Regions from separate parts of the Mus musculus genome. Here all the other regions are linked to region 2. A link is a contact called in public Hi-C data. All regions are on one chromosome and are shown on one strand. The core of a region is the stretch at or near the end of the contact, and the rest is flanking DNA. Distances in the headings are between cores, read along the strand shown. Region 1 overlaps Rap1gap2 (RAP1 GTPase activating protein 2). Region 2 overlaps Ccdc92b (coiled-coil domain containing 92B). Region 3 overlaps Rap1gap2 (RAP1 GTPase activating protein 2).

Region 1 (4,242 bases), core at 867-3,366, 220 kb before region 2:
GAATGTACATGGGCCCATGACTACCCCAATGGAGGCTTTTTCCTTACCTTGTAGGATGGGGTCTCTGTGCCGGGGTTATCAGCCTGAACGACAATGTAGGCATGTAAGAAGTTTGATGCGATCATATCTGGGACAAACGGTGTATTTTCTTCTTGAAAGATGATGGCCACGATATCATTCCCAATATGCCGCTTTCTCTGCAGCTAAACAGAAAGTGCCTCATTGGTACAGAAAATACCTCCTAGTTACGAGAGTTAACAAAACAGGAGAGAGCTCAACAGCAAATTCCTCTTTATCCCACTGTCCATAAACCCTGAATTCTAAGGCTAACTCTTTGGGGAGCTGTTTCTCTCAGTCTGTGGGAATTACCAAAAGGAGAATTGAGAAAGACAGCCATGTTGTTAGGTAACAGCTGGCCTGAGTGCTATAAACAACAGTGTACAGAGCCTGGACTCGGAACCCTGGAGAGAATGGAGGTCTGTCCCTGAGACAACCATAACTGATCCAGAAGAAAGGCAACCACAGGAGAAGTCACCTAAAAAACCCACTAAGCAGTCTGTCAGCCGTGGCTATGTCAGTTGCTCCCTGGCAGGTGACAGCTTTAGGAGCAGAAGCAGTGGCAACACAGCAGAGGGCTCAACAGTTACCCACAAAGGCGTCCTGAAAACACAGGCAGGGTGGTCAGAAGATGTACACAGAGGAGGCAGATCATTTCACCAGAGGTGAGGACAGAGAGCAGCGCAGGTCAGCAAGCTAGAGGAGAACCGATGGACCGGCAGTGCCGGGCGCTTTGCCATGCGCTCTAGGTCACAAGCCCCTACTGTGTGCCATGAAGTGTGAACTGCTATTCATACAGATGATTACCAATATCAATGTCTTCCTGCACGCCAGATCCTGCCTGTGTGTTTGGTCCTTTATTAAACGTATCCTGAAAGCAGGACTTGTGCTCAGCCCTTTCTAATTGATTTTCTCATTTACAGGGTATCTATTAATCTCTGAACTCGGTACTGGAGGCTTTTATGCAAACAACCTCACTTGTTACATACAAGCACACACACACACACACACACACACACACACACACACACACACACACACACACACACCTGAGTTCCCATTTCACAAAAAGAATGAAAGAACTATCATTAATTTGGTCCCTGCCAAGAGTCAAGCTCTGTAGCACATGCCAGGGCGAGATGACCCTGAGGTAAGAAGCCTCGGAGACCTGCTGTGAGAGGGACTGCAAAAAAACAAAAACAAAAACAAAAAAAACAGGGACCAAAGATGAAATCACCAGGGAAAACCCACTCTGGCTACACAACAAATCTCACAGCCATTTGTTTCTGGAACATCCAGTTATTTGGGAGCCAAATCATAATTCGCTTGCCAATTTCTTTTACTCCCAAGGAGCCATGAACATTGTTTATGATTTCACATCCCTGCTCCTAGGCAGAAACAAACAGGTCAAGAGGCCCTCCCGTGTTCCCTGAGATAGGAAGGAGGAAAGAAGCAGGATGGGGTCACTGCTGTCACAACAATCAGGATCAGTTGCCAAAGCCAGACCCACCCCAGGGATGTGCAGCTCAAAGCAGCAAGCCTGGAGAAGGTTGGCTAATGCTGGAGCCACAGGTTAGGGACAGGCAATGAGGCTGAGAGGCTACTCATGCAAGCTTCACAGTCATAGGGCAGCAAAGACCCAGAAGGGCTGAAGGGCCAGGATAGGGGACAGAGGTTCCACAAGAAGCAGGCACATGCCAGGTGTAGATCTCTCAGGAGCCCACTGTTCGGAAACCTAGAGAATATCACAGCAGTGACACAGACACTACTCAAAAGCCACATTCTGAAGCCACTAAGTTGCTGAGAGTAAAGCACTCAGCTTGTTCTACCGGCTTCCAGCTCCCATCTACAGATCTGCTATGCAGCCTTATCAACCTTATTTGCTTTGCCCCCAGCTTGACCCTTCATTGACTTCCCAGGGGAAGTTCTTGGCGTTGATACTAGAGATAGAGCCCAGGGCCTCCTGCCTGCTAGTCAAGTACTGTCCCACTGAGCCTCGAGGAAGTGTTTTAACCGGGTGTGATGTCCATATCTGGCAACTGGGAGGGACCTGTAGCTTGACCCTGCCTTCCTGTGCTGGTTACCTGCTGGGTGTCACCATCCGTAAAGGGCAGCTTGGTAGACACATGGAACATGATCTCCCGGTCCCGGAAAGTGGTGTACACCGACTCCACCCCTGTCTGTCCGTGGGTCACATCCAGGCCTCCTCGGAAACTGGCATAAAACAGAGCAGGAGGGAAGGAGTGAGGTGGGGTGGCATCTTGGTGACACTATGGATGAATAGCAGATAGGTGGGTGAGAAGAGATGAGCTGAGGGCCAACAAGGGTATAAGACAGGGAGGTGTGGAGATCTGTTCTTTTGAACAGCCTAGCCCAGTGTTCCACCATCTGTCATCCATATGAAAGACAAAGTCCAGCCTTGTGGCCTCATGTTGGTAAGCCTAGCACTTTGGAGATCAAAACAAGATGATCCTGAGTATGAGGTCAGCCTGGGCTACAGAGTAAGACTTTGTCTTACAACACAACCAAATTAACTAACTAGTAAATTAAGACAACAAACAGAGCCTCAACTTCAAGACTTTGTTATGCATCCTCCATGGGGTGGTTCAAGTGGGATGACCATCCATTCACAACCCCACACAAACACTTGGCCTAGCTTCCCAAAGCTCCCAAGGCTGAGCCTTTGTTCTGTCCAAGTCATCGGTTAAGAGCCAGGGCAGAGAGTCACTCCACTGGATGTGGGTGAACCCACAGGAGACTGGGAGACCACAGAAGAAGGGACAGATGACTGGCTTTAAGCAGCCAGCTCCTGTAGAGACCAAACCCCTCCATGTTTGTATCATCCCAGGCAGGAAGGAGAAGTTAGGGAGGAACTGATGGCCTTCCAGGAGCCAGCCCTTCCCCCTTCACAGAGATGTGGCTGCCAGCCTAGAACCAGTCTTCAGCAACTGGGAGGGGAAAAAAACAACAAACCCAGATGCATCTCAGACCCAAAGGGCCAAAAGGACGCAGCCAGGCACTCAGCTTCCAACCCTGCTTTGTCTGCACTATCTATTCTAATTCCCCGTGACCTTGGAGGTGCTATAGTGTTATATTTATCTCACTTTCTTATAGATAAGGAACTGGGATCTTCTCCAGGTAAAGTCACCGGCCCGACATCTTAGGGCTTGTGGCGAGGTGGGACTCTAAGCCTGTTGTAGACTGACTCCAGCAACAGTAGTGACTTCAAAACTAAGGAAAACATGGAGCGAAGAGGTAGAAAAAAAGGGAGAAGGAAGCTAAGGAAGACAGTAATTATTTGAACGCCTACTGCAACTGGACTAAGTGTTTTTACACAAGATGTTAGGTGCTGGTTTTGGCTCCTGGGCAGGGGCTGTCTTAGGACTCTCAGCCATATGCCAGCAACTAAAATATTCTGAAATGTTGCCTTTCCTTAGGAAAATCAAAACCAGAGACTTCCAAACAATAGTCCCAATATTCTAGCTTTCTGTCCATTTAATGACCATACACGGTTGTGTGGATTTCTGCCAAGAGGGTTATTATGTTTGCGTGAAGTCTTAATTATCTGTTCTTTGAGCGCTGTCCAAATCGGGTCGTTTCCTTCCAAACGGCCCAGGGTTCTCTTCCGCCTGCCAGGTGAGTGGTAGGGAAGGTGGATTCGTGTTGCTGCCAGTCTGAGCTGAACGTAATTAGAAAGACAAACCGCAGCAGGAGCGAGCTCATCACGCTGCTGAGGCCACTGCCTTTCAGCCAACCTGTCACTCTGGGTTATTCCTAGGACCACTGAGTCTTCAGGAATTCAGGCAGGTACATGAGCAAGGGATCAGAAGATGAAAATGTCCCAGAGTTCCCCTAGGACAGAATGCCCCCTCACCCCCACCAAGGCCCTCAACCGTATATGTTGTGGGCCCTTGACAGAACTCACCCTTTGAAATCCTGCAGTGTGATGGTGTCTCCCAGGAGATCCAAAAACTCCTTGAAAGCTGGGCTCTCCTCATTATTCCCAAATAGCTCCTCCTCCAGGGTCTGGAAGAAACACAGGCCAGAGAAGGAATGAGAAGAGTCGGCTGAGTGTGGAGTGGAAGGGTTGTCCACACTCCAGGTCCCTTTCTCCTTTCATTCTTGTCTAGTACATTTGCTGTAACTGTCCTAAGGTAGAGGATGGGTTAATGGAGGAGGACTCTG
Region 2 (4,488 bases), core at 1,193-3,692:
TTTACCTGCTGAGCCCTCTTGCTGGACCACATTTGACTACTCACTATGTTGTCAAGGATGGCCTTGAACTCTGCAACTTCCTGCCTTTGCCTCCAAGAGCAAAAAAGGAAGCTGCCCAACACTGACCTCTGGCTTCCACAGTGACACAACAAACATAAACATATACACACACTGCACACACATACAAACACATAAATGACATAATGAAATTTTAAAAGATTTTTAAGTCTCACTTGGGCCGGGCATGTGCTACACATCTTTAATCCCAGCACTCAGGAGGCAGAGGCAGACAGATCTGTAAATTGTAGGCCAGCCTGGTTTACGAAATAAATTCCAATATATCCGGGGCTACATAAAAGACCCTGTCTCAAAACAAAAATGAGGAGGTGCTGTAGCAGTACTGAGTGACAAGATTAGGTCCAGATTTAATGTAGGAAAGAAGAACGTCAGCTGGGAGACCTGGAGCTGGGTCGTCGGGCTACCTCCATGTTCTAGCAGTCTTCAGAGGACTCTGGTAGAATCGCTCAAGAGAGGCAGAGGGGTGCCTGAGGCTTCAAACAGTTTCTTCATCATACTATATCAAATTCAAGGCCAGCCTCAACTACCCAATGACACCCTGGGACCATCTGTTTTGTGTTGAGATACTGCCTCACTCTGGAGTCCCAAATGGCCTAGAAATTACTGTGTAGAGCAGGTTAGCTTCAAGTTCATGACCATTCTCCGGCCTCAGCCTCCCAAGTGCTGATATTACAATCATAAACCACTATGTGGGTGCCAGAAGAATTCATAAGAATTAACAGAAACCTGGACATGAGGGTGCACGCCTTTAGTCCCAGCAGGTCACCGGAAGAGACAAGAGGATCTAGGTGAGCTCCAGGCTAGCCTGGTTTATATAGCAAGTTCCAGGCCAGCCAGTGCTTTATAGTGAAGTCATTGTTTCAGGAGGGAGGAGGGAAGGAAGGGAGAAAGGGAGGGACAGAGGGAGGGAGGGAGGGAGGGAGGGAGGGAGGGAGGGAGGGAGGGAGGGAAAAACATACCGATGTGTTAAGGTTCTTACACATCAAGAGCAAGGAAGGCTGTGAATTTTTTTCTTTTTTTTTTTTTTGTTTTTTGTTTTTGTTTTTTTTTTTTGAGACAGGGTTTCTCTGTATAGCTCTGGCTGTCCTGGAACTCACTCTGTAGACCAGGCTGGCCTCGAACTCAGAAATCCGCCTGCCTCTGCCTCCCGAGTGCTGGGATTAAAGGCGTGCGCCACCATGCCCGGCTTCTTTTTTTTTTTTTTTTTTTTTTTTGGTTTTGGTTTTTTCGAGACAAAGTTTCTCTGTGTAGCCCTGGCTGTCCTGGAACTCACTCTGTAGACCAGGCTGGCCTCGAACTCAGAAATCCGCCTGCCTCTGCCTCCCAAGTGCTGGGATTAAAGAATCCCTAAGCTAAAATGTTGTAAATCCTATAGATTGCTTCGTGAAGCTGAAGATAAGCTAGGGTACATGGGAACTCTTAGACTTGAATGGATTCTGCCTGCTTCTTCATATAGCACTCATGGGACACTTCTTGGTGTCTCTGTGCTTGAAGGAAGGGGGCACACACTCACAAGGAGGTACATGACTTAATACTAGCTTTCCTCTGGAAAGGTTTTTGGGGTCACCAGAGCTCAAGCCACTGCTGTATAAGGAACATATTCCCCTTTGCCTCTGAAATCCCAGGGTATAGATGGGGAGTAAAGTTCAGAAGGGGAGGGGTCCTCATCTCTGATTCTGCATGATCACCTAGGGATGCCTCAGCAGTGCCATTTCTAGGACCAATTCCAGAGGTTCTGGGTTAGACCGGTCAGCAAAAAAACTCCCAAAATGGCATCTGTGCTTTGTGGAGGAAAGAGCACAGCCACCCACTACCTCCTGAGCACACCTTCTGCTACTCAGCCCCTGCTGTTACCATGTCTTCCGATCACAAGGCTTTTGCACAAGCCGCTCTCCCTCCAGGAGTACCCTTCTCCAGTGGAGGGTCTGTTCATCCTAGCTCTCAAGCCCCTCTTGCCCTGAAGCCTTCGCTGATGGCATCACCTCCACCCTTAGAATCAGAATATTAATTTGTCTTTCTGACACATGTCACACTGGAGACCTGACATTTGTTTATGATTATTTACTACGCTGCGCCGTATGCTTCATGAAAACATATGAATGTTTGAGGCGGAAGAGCAGGAATGGCCTCTGGGCCAGCTGGGATATGTTTCACGCCTTTGAGAGCACCATCGCCTTATTTTTCCCTTCTCCACAGAAGAGGCGTCCCGAGAGCTGGAGGACAAGTGCCGCGCGCTAGAGTCGCAGCTGGAGGCACGGGCGGCGGCCAACGAGGAGCTGCGGCGGGAGGTGGCACAGCGGGAGGCGCTGGTGTCCGCGCTGCGCTGCAGCCTGCGCTCGGAGGAGCGCCGCTTTCTGGAGGAGCTGCGGCGCCGCAGCCATCGCGCCACGGTGCTGGGCACCGAGCTGCAGAAGCACACCGAAGCGGCCGCCTACCTCTCCTGCCAGCTGCACGCCGCGCGCCAGAGACTGCAGGGCCCCCGCTCTGGCGCCGCGGCCGCGGAGCCCCGGGTCCGCCGGCGTGCACAACGGGCCCGCCGCCCTCCGGAGGCGGCTGCCAAGGGTCCGAGCCGGGACTGGGCGACCTGGGAAGACGCCGATCCCATGCCGGACCCCGCGCTCTTTCTCTACCCACGGAGGCCGCCGCGGCCCGGCGCCCGTGGTCCTCGCCCTCTGCTACGCCAGGAGATGCCGGACCAAGATGCCCCGCACCCCGTGCCACACCAGGAGCCCCTGTACCAAGGCGACCCGCACCCTGGGCCCAGCGAGAGCGCAGTCGCCACGCCCAGCGCCCCAGGGGATCCTGAGTAGGCGCTGGGCAGGCCTTGGCAACAGGGAAAGCAGGCCGGGCCAGGCTGGATCAGGGATGGGGCGGAGTCCAGCCGGCCGATCCGCCCCAGCTCGGCCACTCACTAGAGCCGCCCCCGCTTGTGTGTTTCCAGAGATGAATTGTCTTCTCCGGAGAGGGAGCTCCTTTGCAGAGGGAACGCCAAAGCAATGCACCTTTTTTGTGGTGGACTGGCAGTAATGACCCTAATCTGTGTGTGTGTGTGTCCCCACTCCCCTGCGGGGGGTGGAGTGGAGTCCTGTCTGTCCTTGGAAAGCTGACAATCCCTTGTAGGGCGGGAGAAGTCTAAGTCTGCCTACTGGAAGGAACACGGTGGCACTTGGCACTGCTAGGCCCTCAAGCTCCCCTTCCCTGCTTTCTCCACCTCCCACTACCCCCCACCCCCCAGCCCTGCCCAGCCTTTTGCTCGGGAGAGGCAAGCTTAGGAGCTGGCTCGCGTACTCAGAAGTAGCTACTCCCCACCCCACTGATAAGTCCTTGAAGGTGAGCACGGAACACTTTAGAATCTATTTTAGAAGTCACGCCCTCTCAGAGCTGAGGTGTTCCTGGTGGCAGTGATTACAGAGAACAGCAAGGCTAGACCCTTGAAGCCAGTCGTGGAAGAGGACCTGATTGGTTCTTCCCAGGTTTGTCATGCAGGGGTGCAGGAGATTGGAGATAGGCAAGCTGGGGCACAGATTTGTCTTGGCAAGGGTAGAAGGGCCTCTTACCCTTCTGTTCCTGAGGCCACCTTAGAGACTTCCCAGTCCTGTTAGAGGTGCTAATCTTGCCCAGCTTTCCAAACAGCTGGCTGCACCCAGAGGCAGGAAGGAGAGCCCGGCTTCTTGGAAGTGGCAGCTATTCATAGAAACTTGATTTTTCTGGGGAACAAAGTAAAGTGGTTAGTCCTTGGTGGTACCCATCCCTGGAAAGGCCCCTAAGCCTGTAGAACCTGCTGATAATGGGGTGCTCCTCTGCTGTTGGGAGTGGTAAACAGAATGGTGACCCCTTCCCCTTCCCAATTCCCCTCACTACCAAAGGCAGGAAGCTTCTGTCCAGCTCATGATTGAGCCCCATATCAGAGCCCCAGAACCCCACTCCACCACTCTTGGTTTGACCTGCTTTGAGTCCTAAGTGCCTGTGAGGTCTTTCCTGGGGCTGCTGAGAGAAGTTGCCTCTCTTCACTCAGACACTGGACCCCTAGCAGGTCCTGGCCCTGGCTGAGGTACCACATTTGTGTGTGTCACCCAAGCCTTGAGGTGAGCAGTATGTCTCTGTAGCTGACTTCTTCAGTCATGGCCACCGGGAAGAAAAAGAAATCCTGACTCATGTCCTCCACTTTGTAAGAGGAAGCAGGAATTTGGCAGGAAGCAAAAGACAGTGAGCACACTCTAACCTGATCCTGCACACAGACCCCTCCCCTGAAGGGCAGCTGAGGCCATTGAGCAGTAGCTAGGCCTGGGCTGACCTGTCTAGCTTTTGAGAGCTGGATGGTAGAAGCAGATCCCCTGGGGTCCCTACTAGGGCTCCAACCTCTACCCCTTCAGCCCAGCTGCAATACCTGTCCCACCTGTCACTCCCTGC
Region 3 (4,477 bases), core at 1,040-3,539, 240 kb before region 2:
AGCCAACCCATTTCCTTTTTCTCCAACCTGGTACTTCCTACTCAGCTCACCTGTAGGTATCCGTAGAGACCCAGGCCCCTATACTCTCCCTAAGCCTGCACTATCAAACCAGTAAGCTCTATACCAGAGCACGCTCTGCCATGACCCTGCCTCCCCTAGGTGCCCACTGTGCCTCTGCAGGTGCCTCCTCCCCAGCTTCCACCGATTCTTTCTATACTCAGCATGCAGCTGCCAAATGGTCTTCCTCAGTGCCAGGCAGCTCTTCCAGAACCTTCCGTGGCATTTACCAACAATGCCCGAGTCCTCCCCAGGCCTCCTGGCAGGCCAGTCATGGTCCCCATAACCCCTGTCCTTTCTCACCTCTCCATCTCCATGACCCCACTGCCCTAAACCTCACACACACACACACAGAACACAGTCTCTCATTCCTCCAGCCCCCTCCACTGCCATTTCCTCTCACTGTCGGGTGCTCAGAATCACTGCTGTGGTAGCACTGGCCCTCGGTGGTAACAGGGTAGAGCAAGAAGTCAGTAGAGTGTACAGCCTTCTTAACTTCTCTACCGTGGGATCAACATGAAATCATTCAATCCTCTGAGCCTCTGTCTCCCCATATATACGAAGATAAGAAGATGATAGGAAGATGGGGTACCCTAGTGGAGGTAACGGGCCTGACAGCTTAGAAAAGGAGAAGTTGGCCCATCAAGCGTGCCTGGGGAACATGCCCTTAGGACTGCAGTCAGGACACAGCTCTGCCCTTCTAACTACATCACGCAGATCCTCACATGCTACTGACCTGTGGGACTCCGGCTCATGATGATGGGCGTGGCGGCAGCCCCCAGGCTGGGGCTCTCGCTGCTCGGGGATGGGCTGTAGGCAAACACCTCCTGCTTGAAGGGCGAGGTTGTGGATGGCTGGCTGCTCTGAGGAGAGAAACTGGGTGAGCATGGCCAGTGTATACCCAGCAGCCCTACAGCTGTCTTGAGATGGATCACGAAAGCCACTGCCTCCAACCTCTACGGCTCTTCTGCATCAGCCATGACTTCAGCCTTTCCCTGACCTCTTTCCTTTCGAGTTGGTGTCCCCCTGGCATAAGCAACCTCCACCACAGCTCTCAAGCATTCTGCTGAGACTCACTGCTCTCTGCTGAGACTCACTGCTCTCTGCTGAGACTCAGTGCTCTTCTTGGTAGCAACAGCTGCAGAGGCCACTCCTTCTCCATGGTATTCTTTTAAAGCAGAGTATGACCAGCTAGGCCCCTGTACTGGGTGTTTTGTGTGGCATTTTCTCATTAGTGATCAAGGGTGGGAGGGCCCCTTGTGGGTGGTGCCATCCCTGGGATGGTAGCCTTGGGTTCTATAAGAAAACAAGCTGAGCAAGCCAGGGGAAGCAAGCAGGTAAGTAAAATCCTTCTGTGGCCTCTGTATCAGCTCCTGCTTCCTGACCTGCTTGAGTTCCAGTCCTGACTTCCTTTGGTGATGAACAGCAATGCGGAAAGTGTAAGCTGAATAAACCCTTTCCTCCCCAACTTGCTTCTTGGTCCTGATGTTTGTGCAGGAATAGAAACCCTGACTAAGACAGCCTCAGAGTGCTGTTCTCTGGTTGACTGAGACTCGCTTACCCCACTGTCACACTCCTCCATGGCCTCGCCCTCCCCTGCTGTGCTGCTGAAGCTGCTGGTGCTGGAGGAGGAGCGGGAGATGTTGGCACGGCCATTCTCCTTCAACTTGATGAAGGGCCTGCAGAGAATTGGAGGCAAGGCAGATGGAGAGAGAGGCAGGTCCACCAGAAAACTGCGCTTGCCCAAGACAGCTCCCCCAGCCTCTGCTTGGTGGTCTTTGTGTTCCAGAGACTTCCAAAGTCAAGAACTGCCACCCCACCCCACCCCACCCCACCTGCCCCCCCCCCCCGCCAGCCTGCCTTTCCCAAAACCCAACTCCCTTACTTCTCTTTGTTGGGACAAATTTCTGGAGAGCTGGGATTTGACGAGGTCTCAGACTTTATCTCCTGAGAAGAGTGTCCGCCATCTGGGGTTTTGGGGGTGCTGGAGGCACTGTCACTGGGGAAGGAGAATAAAGAGAAGTGAAGCTGGAGGCCAGGAGCCTGCCCTTGTCCACCCTTGGCCTCAGTCAGAGCTCAGGCTGCGGGGGCCAGTACACAGAGGGTAGCCGCCTCTTCCCTCCAGACCTGAGCCTCTGAGATTACATAAGACAGCAGAGGTTTCTGCTCCCTACAACAAAGGCCAATTTGAATTCATGGTGACAGTCCAAGGCCACCAAACAGAGCTCCTGATGGCCTCCAGCCAAGTCTATCCCTCTCCCATGCTGCCCATCCCCCCCGGGCAGAGCTATGAATGGAGAGCCGGTCCCATAGTGAACTGAGCGGGGCCATTCAGAAATCAATGCAGTACCCTTGGATTCCTGAGAGGGACTGGGTAGGAGGGGGGGGGAGGGGGGGAGGGGGGACACATGCTGTAATGACCCTTGAGAAGATCCTACATATGACAAGCATCCCTGGGTGCTGGGAAGTGAAGGGATTCCCTAAGCCCAAGGATCCAAAAGCTTCCTTCTCCTGCCATTCAGCAAAGATCACAATTTACCCTGTACCAGGACCAGGACAGCTCTGTCCTCAATTCGCTTGTTTCTTCATTAGTATTTCTGAGCCCCAGGACCACTGATCTCTTTTTCTCTTTAAGCCTTGTTTGTGTACTTATTTATTGTCTATGTGTGTTCGCCTGCGTGTGTGTATGTGCACCACAGTGTACTCATGGGTCTGTAGCCAGCACTGGATCCCCTGGAACTAGAATTACACATGGTTGTGAGCCTCTGTGTGGATGCTAGGAACTGAACCACTGTCCTCTGCAAGAGCAGCCAGTGCTCTTAACTGCTGAGCCCTCTCGCCAGCCCTTCCGTGCACTTCTTGTAATAGCAGCATTAATGAGGCATAATGTACATGTCACATTTTTTAAGTGTTCATGGAATTGTGCAGCCATTGCCACAGTCTAATTTTAGAACATTTTAAGGCCTTTTAAAAAAAAGACTCTGGCTCATCTGCAATCACTGCCCACCCCCACCCCCACCCCTAACCTATTTATTTCTGTCTCTATGAACTCTGCCTAGTCTGGACATTCCACAGAAATGGGACTTGACAGCATACATGGTCTTCGCATCTGGATTCCACTACCTTAACACTTTCAAAGTCTTCCCTGGGCTGTAGCCTGCATCGGCATCTCAGTGCTTGTTATTTGTACATTTTGTGGGTATACTCAGCTCATCTTGCTTATCTAGTCATCGGATGACAGGCCCTTCGATTGTTCCCACTACGAGCTACCGTGAATAATGCTACAATTAATAAATATGTGTTGGTGTTGTGGGCAACTGCTTTCAATTCTCATGGTCTCGTACGTACATACCAACGGGTGGGATTGCGGGGTCTGATGGGAACTCTATGTTTAGCCCTTGGAGGGCTGCCACACTGGTTTCAGAGCAGATGCACTATCTCACATCCCCACCAGCAATGTACAAATGTGCCAGTATCTCCGCATCCTCCATAACACGTGCTATCTACCTTTGCAATCACAGGCACCCTAGAGGTGTCGATGACCTATATAAACTCTGTGTGTGTGTGTGTGTGTGTGTGTGTGTGTAGGTGTGGAGTGGGGGGGAAGGCCTATGCATGTGTGCACAGTGCTTTCAACTGCCTGTGCCTATGGAGGTCAGAAGTCACCACGAGGTGTGCCCGCCACAGCTTTCCTCCTCATTTTCTAAGGCAATCCCTCACTGACCCTTGAACTCACTGATTAACCAGAAAGCCCCAGGGACTCTCCTGTCACCACACCTGGCTTTTTATAAGGATGCTAGGGATCCAAACCCAAGTCCTCATACATGACCAGCAACATTAACCACTGAGCCACTTTCCCATCCCTCCATGCACTTTAGTGAGGTGACTAGTGACCTCCTGACCGTCAAACCACAGGGTTGGGTCACTACAATGAACTTCCCTCCTAGCTTTGGAAACCCCACACACACACACACACACACCATGCAGTCTTCCCAATTGTGCTTGCCAGGAGACCTTCTACTTGTCTGAGTACACTGGGGCTCTGTGCACTCTCTCTGAGCAGTCATAGAAATCTATTCAGTTTCTTTGCATCAGAAACTCTGATCGCTGCCCAGTCAGGACCTCTCTCCTAAACACAAGGAACAGGACATGCAGGCACCTGAAGTGAGGCCGAGGTTCAGGGGAAGCCTGACACTAGGAAAACCTGTGCCCATGCGTGGGCACCTGACAGTTATCAAGGAGAAGAGAGCTGACTGGCCTCACAGCTGGGCTGGCATCCAGGACCTGACAGTTACCATCGTGTCCGGCTGTCTCCCTGGCCTTCAGAGCCCGAGTGCAGGCGGGGGAAGAGTCCCGACCGCCGCTTGATGGGGCTCCGTGACTGGTTCTTCGCGGTTGCTGCGGCCACTGGAGGCTGACG

What was found. Hi-C and Micro-C count contacts between places; a contact is called where the count stands out from the background.
Region 1: a Hi-C map of uterus shows a contact between it and region 2, with 4 times the contacts expected there. The contact joins two enhancer-like sites. A contact is called at or near these places in 2 of 39 promoter capture datasets (3T3-L1-derived adipocytes and neutrophils), 3 of 484 Hi-C or Micro-C datasets (3T3-L1-derived adipocytes, the HPC-7 cell line and uterus) and 1 of 115 datasets of contacts at active chromatin or transcription factors (memory CD8 T cells).
Region 3: a Hi-C map of stem cell-derived neural stem cells shows a contact between it and region 2, with 1.9 times the contacts expected there. The contact joins two enhancer-like sites. A contact is called at or near these places in 4 of 39 promoter capture datasets (3T3-L1-derived adipocytes, the HPC-7 cell line, HPC-7-derived erythroid cells and 1 more), 4 of 484 Hi-C or Micro-C datasets (3T3-L1-derived adipocytes, the HPC-7 cell line, frontal cortex and 1 more) and 1 of 115 datasets of contacts at active chromatin or transcription factors (pancreatic cancer cells).

What each region holds. Positions count from the first base shown.
Region 1 is chr11:74,412,250-74,416,491 of GRCm38.p6, forward strand. It overlaps Rap1gap2 (RAP1 GTPase activating protein 2), which reads right to left. Exons shown (of 25, transcript NM_001015046.3): 12 at 3,983-4,083; 13 at 2,142-2,271; 14 at 48-203. Among named protein-coding and RNA genes, the nearest start is that of Olfr412, 50 kb to the left of the region's middle. Within about 2 kb of position 2,117, at least 23 of the 459 cell types and tissues checked have an H3K27ac peak or open chromatin away from gene starts, as enhancers often do. A contact at or near this core is called in uterus, where this site is marked.
Region 2 is chr11:74,635,684-74,640,171 of GRCm38.p6, forward strand. It overlaps Ccdc92b (coiled-coil domain containing 92B), which reads left to right. Exons shown (of 4, transcript NM_001013784.1): 4 at 2,275-4,488. The coding sequence ends at 2,888. Among named protein-coding and RNA genes, the nearest start is that of Cluh, 12 kb to the right of the region's middle. Within about 2 kb of position 2,443, at least 322 of the 459 cell types and tissues checked have an H3K27ac peak or open chromatin away from gene starts, as enhancers often do. A contact at or near this core is called in stem cell-derived neural stem cells and uterus, where this site is marked.
Region 3 is chr11:74,391,427-74,395,903 of GRCm38.p6, forward strand. Rap1gap2 (RAP1 GTPase activating protein 2) reads right to left here. Exons shown (of 25, transcript NM_001015046.3): 19 at 4,353-4,471; 20 at 1,943-2,056; 21 at 1,619-1,736; 22 at 794-920. Among named protein-coding and RNA genes, the nearest start is that of Olfr412, 29 kb to the left of the region's middle. Within about 2 kb of position 2,290, at least 25 of the 459 cell types and tissues checked have an H3K27ac peak or open chromatin away from gene starts, as enhancers often do. A contact at or near this core is called in stem cell-derived neural stem cells, where this site is marked.